Regions from separate parts of the Mus musculus genome. Here region 2 is linked to region 1. A link is a contact called in public HiChIP or PLAC-seq data. All regions are on one chromosome and are shown on one strand. The core of a region is the stretch at or near the end of the contact, and the rest is flanking DNA. Distances in the headings are between cores, read along the strand shown.

Region 1 (2,700 bases), core at 133-2,632:
GGCAGACGAGAGCATTGAGTCCACTGGAACTATAGTTCCAAATGATTGTGATCTTCTGTGTGTGCTGGGAACCAAACCTGGGTCCTCTGCAAGAGTAGCAAGTGCCCTCAACCATTGGACTATTCTTTCAAGCCTCTAAATTCCTGATCCTATTATTTACACAGTTACTGTGGAGATGCCTGAATTTAGTCCTTTGTTTAAAAAAGCAAATGCTAAGTCGGAGAAAAGTTCGTGTTTTATTCACAGAAATTAAAAACCGCTTGTTAGGCTGAATCCCTGCCTTAAAGGGATTATATACTTCATATTGCAATATTATAGCAACTCTCTCTCCCTGCCCCGCTTTCTATATTTATCTTATTGTAGGGAAAAGAAATTAAAATTCCATTCAGTCTCATCAAGACACATTTTCAGAGTATTACAGAGTACTGGTTTATGATTATCACTCTATTATAGACAAACAAAATATTCTTTATCCTCTATCAGTTTAGTTTCTGAAATTATGGATTCTATTTGGATTTTAATGAAATGTGGATTACTTTGAAGATTATCTCTGATTTACTAAATGACATTAGAGTAGAAAGTTAATTGAATCTTTTTTGAATGAGCAGTGACCACTATGAGTTAGTGATTGGAGCAAAAGATAGTAAATGATGTATTTTGAATTTTCCTTATGTGTTTAAAATTATATCAGAACAGAAAATGACTTGGGTATGCTCCGTTTTAGTTTTCTTCACACAAATGATGTGACCTCTTTTACATTTGCAAAACACATAAGGAAATTATAATTTATTTTTAAATATTTTTGAGTTTCATAGTATGCTATAGGGAAGGGTTCCATATACTAGAACACATGTAATATGTAGTATGCTTCAATTTTAAAGAAAGAGGAAATATTTCCCCAATATCTGAGTACTTGTAAGTTTGTCACCATACTCTGAATCCTTCAACTGCCTGTTTCACATTTTAGAATCTTGTTTATAATTTTTGCATTTCCTATTCTATATTTCAGAGCTCTTGAACTATTTCTACCTTTCTATAATCTGTGAAAAGTCTACGTTCGTGCTTCTCATTGTTCATGGAAATGTAGAAATGCTCATGATAAAATGATCCTCCTAGCATTTATACAGCCCTGGGAGTGGCAGAAGCTTACAGTGTGAGTGCTCCTTACCCCTTAGGGAAAATACCAGTTACCCTTTTAGAAATACTTAGTCTGTAGATGTTGGCTGTGCAGGAATGCCTCCACTGTTGTTGATTCAAAAACCAGTGTTTGATTTGCTGCGTGCAGCTGCTATTTACAACACCTGACTTTACATCTGTGCCCTTAACACTCCAGCCTGCCTTTGCTTGAGGAAACCACCCAAGTCTTGTACATTTCCTATTGGCTGCTGTTTGCCACAAGAAACCCCACCTGGGCCACAATGACAACCGTCCTCTCTGCATTCTGGACCCTGTAGAAGAAGCCACTGTGTGTCATGCAATTATTGCTCTTCTGACAAGTTCAGTCTCAGGGAGAGATGGTTTGAAATAGCTGTGGTTTTGTGTTACTCTACCTGTGCAGAAGAGATTGTAGGAAACAAGAAATGTAGTAGAAATATAAAATGGGAAAAGATCATATGAAACCTGCAGGATGAGACATCATCTCATTAATTTGGACTTTCTCTTTTCAAGTAATATGGGTAGACCTCACTTTATTGGTATGTGATTTCTTTAGCACAGTTTCACATCATCATGGTGCAACAGCTATCCCTTGCGTTCTCCTTTGTTCCTCACTTAGTGCCCTACACACAATGGATTTACCCACAATGATCTGGTCATTCATTCAGAAAGTATTGCTTATGTGCTGTCTGTCAGGTACTGGAGGTCCAGGAAATACACTGTAGAAAAGAAGGCATGATGTCTGCATGAAGAGTTAGAGTCAGAACTAATTTCATCTGCATCTGTTACAAGTTCTGAGATCTGGTCTTTCTCTGGGTCACTTCCCAATTCATTGCAGTAAATCTCAAAGAAATGTGTTACCAAATTTTCATAACATATAACTAGTTAATCAAAACCCCCATCAGCCACAGATATTTTTATCTATTTTAAATAGAGACTGTCTGTTTGGGCTCTGGGTTTGTAAAACCAAGTCACTAATTTACTATTATGTAATAGATAGAAAATTGTGTGGCTATACACACACACACACAACACACACACACTTTGCATTCTTGGCTGAACTCCACAGAAAAAGGAATTCCTGGAATCAGTACTAAATAATCACATTATCACATTATATGTGTCTATTTTAAAATAGTTATACTATTTTAATCCTCTAAACTCCTCTAAAAAGAACTGCACAACTATACATTTGAGTATTGTCATGATACCTTTCAAGATCTGGCTATTTTTCAAGTTGTTGTTGCTGCTGTTGTTCTTGTATGTGCTAGATATGGATGTGTGTATATGGACACACATGATATGTCATGTGTATACAAATAAGAGGACAGCTTTGTTTGGTCACTTCTTTTCTACTACCTTTGCTTGGGTCCTGAGGATCAAGTTCAGATCATCAGTTGGTATTACAAGTTGACGCTCACCTCAGAGGACCGGCTTGCTTAATCTCCATTCCAGAGAATAGCTGCTCATAATGAAGGGTGTCTGAAAGTGGCCAAAATGAATGTTTCTGAAGCTATGGGAAGGATGAAAGAATAAGAGATAGCA
Region 2 (2,700 bases), core at 140-2,639, 100 kb after region 1:
CATCATTGGGAGGAGAGGCCCTTGGTCTTTCAAAGGTTATATGCCCCAGTACAGGGGAACACCAGGGCCAGGAAGAGGGAGTGGGTAGGTTGGGGAGCAGGGCGCCGGGGGGGGGGGCGATATGGGAGACTTTTGGAATAGCATTTGAAATATAAATGAAGAAAATATCTAATAAAAAATAAAATGAGAAAGAGAGAGAGAGAGAGAGAGAGAGAGAGAGAGAGAGAGAGATCAGCCAGCATGCAAAAGGAGAAGTCAGTTCCACAGCTTTTATGACAACCACAGCTTCCGTACCAGTGACCTGAAGGCCGATATTCACCCATTGTTCCAGCTTTCCATATTCCGATAAAAGCACATTATCTTTTGATGCCTCAGATCCAGTAATGGCAATGGCTTCGTTCAGGTTTTGTCAGTTTCTGAGTGCTTCACTTAGCCTTGTTGGTCCCCTAATTGTTCTGGTGCCACTGTAAATAGTCATAAGAGGCCCTAAAACACATCCATCAAGCTATGTTAGGGCAATAGGTCACTCATATGTTTGATGAACATATGACTCTTTTGCTAGGGGCGGGGGGCAGGTGAGCTCCTGGGAATCTCAGGCAAGCAAGCAATAACTAGTATCTTTACTAAAACATGTCAGCCTCTGGCATGTGATATAAACCCGCTGACCTAGCAAATGCTTTCTTTTTAGTTTTCATCAGTAACTATAACCTACAATGCCTCACCTTTGCCCCAGAGTTTCAGCAGTTACAGCCTTACTGTCTTTTATCCAAGTGATGTCTGATCTCTGTCATGTTCGGATCTAGAGTAGCGCAGTGGTCCTCAAAGTGTTGCCTGTGAGCCAGCGTCTGCTCAAAGCTTCACACTTGTCCCTCGTGAATCAGGAAGTCTATACCAGAATAAGAACTCAGCCACTAAGTCCATTGTTTCAGCAGGCCTTCTTTTTCTCTTAAAAAAAAATCATTTGTTTTATTACAGAACAATGTATCAATTTTCATGCTTGTGCATGAGCCTTATCTCCATAATGCAGACAGGGCCTCCCTAGTCTGCAGGGAACTTGAACATATTATTGTCCAACGGAATATTGTGTTGAAGTCTCCCCATCCTATAGTGTCATCAGAAAGGAGCTAACTAGGGGGTGCTCCAGATTACAAATACGTGTCTGAGAGAGACCCATGTTAAAGGCTGTGATATGGAGAGTCAGCCTATGGCTTCTAAGTGGTAAACAGTTGTTCTGCTTTGTGTAGCCAGCAGCAGATGAGCCCTAGCACTTGGCTTACCTTATTGCAGCTGGGAAGAAATGAATATATTTGGGTTATGTTCTAGTTTGCTTTTTATTGCTGTGACCATGACCAAAAGCAGCTGGGGAAGGAAAGAGATGATTTCATCTTGCAGCTTACAGGCTGTCATGAAGGGAAGCCAAAACAGGGAATCAAACAGGATATGAACCTGAAGGCAGAAACTAAAGCAGACTTACTTAATTGAAGTAAGAAAATGATGCTTACTGACTTGTTCTCCATGGCTTCCTCCATCTGCTTTCTTAAGTAACCCAATACCACCTGCCTCGGCATGGTTCCACTCATTGTAAACTGCGCTTACACATCAATCATTATTCAAGAATATCTTCTACTTTCTTGTCTAATAGGTTAATATGATAGAGATATTTTCTCAACTGAGGTTCCGTCTTCCCAGATGACTCTATCTCAGTCAAGCTAACAGAAAACTAGCGAGTACAGATGTGTTACTATGATCCATCAGCAATGTAAGTTTAAAGCTACTGTAGTAAGAGCAATTTGGAACAATAGAGGGTTCTGCAGGAGGTCCAAGCTTCTCTACAGCTAATCGGCCACTTAGGTCTATGTTCTAGGAGACAGAATGGCATTTGGAGAACTTTTTACCAAAGGAGATAGACTCTGTTGCCAACCATGGAGACATCTCACTTCAGCTCCTTTGGAGGTCTCAACTGCCATCTGCTAACTGTTCATTTCCAGTGGCAAAGGAGTTTCAGTTATTTTATCGGGCACTTGATGAGCAGGTACTGCTGACAATAGGTTGGAACAGCAAGTGATTATGAGTATGAAATAGTCATCTCAATCTGAGTGTTATCTGACCCAAGACATTAAACATGTAGATGTGTGCTTCCCCATTAAATACAAACGGCCTTTGGAAGACTTTGCCAGGCAGCCAAAGAAATCAAAAGTAAGTATCTAGCAGGCTAGCCCAGCTCTCTCTCTCTCTCTCTCTCTCTCTCTCTCTCTCTCTCTCTCTCTCTCTCTCTCTCCCTCCCTCCCTCCCTCCCTTCCCTCCCTCCCTCCCTCCCTCCCTCTCTCTCTCTCTCTCTCTCTCTCTCTCTCTCTCTCTCTCCTGCACCTGTTTTTCACAGCTTCTCCCTGAACTCACATCCACAACCTTGCTAAGATGTGGTTTTGTTGCTCAGAGACCTGATTATTGGCTGGCACACCAGCCTCTTTTCTACCCTGTGTTTCATGGGGCTTAGGACAAAGGTTGGCAAACAACTGCTTGTGAGCCACAGCCAGCCTGCCACCTGTTCTGTACTACTTTCAAGTCAAGTGTGGATTTTGCATTTTTAAATAGTTTCAAGAGAAAAAAAAGAGTAAAAGTATATAACGTGTAAACATTATCTGAGATGCAAATGTGAGACTCTGTGGTTGCTTCACAAAGCTAATCTTAAAATATTGGCTA

What was found. HiChIP or PLAC-seq counts read pairs in DNA pulled down with a chosen protein or histone mark.
Region 2: an H3K27ac HiChIP or PLAC-seq map of double positive thymocytes shows a contact between it and region 1, with 7 read pairs. The contact joins two enhancer-like sites. A contact is called at or near these places in 2 of 15 datasets of contacts at CTCF or cohesin (CD8 T cells and the NIH/3T3 cell line), 1 of 484 Hi-C or Micro-C datasets (memory CD8 T cells) and 3 of 115 datasets of contacts at active chromatin or transcription factors (CD8 T cells, double positive thymocytes and thymocytes).

Annotation. Positions count from the first base shown.
Region 1 is chr10:28,512,414-28,515,113 of GRCm38.p6, forward strand. The region is part of intron 13 of Ptprk (protein tyrosine phosphatase, receptor type, K); the gene reads left to right. Among named protein-coding and RNA genes, the nearest start is that of Themis, 150 kb to the right of the region's middle. Within about 2 kb of position 1,383, at least 26 of the 459 cell types and tissues checked have an H3K27ac peak or open chromatin away from gene starts, as enhancers often do. A contact at or near this core is called in double positive thymocytes and memory CD8 T cells, where this site is marked.
Region 2 is chr10:28,617,127-28,619,826 of GRCm38.p6, forward strand. No RefSeq gene overlaps it. Among named protein-coding and RNA genes, the nearest start is that of Themis, 50 kb to the right of the region's middle. Within about 2 kb of position 1,390, at least 17 of the 459 cell types and tissues checked have an H3K27ac peak or open chromatin away from gene starts, as enhancers often do. A contact at or near this core is called in double positive thymocytes and memory CD8 T cells, where this site is marked.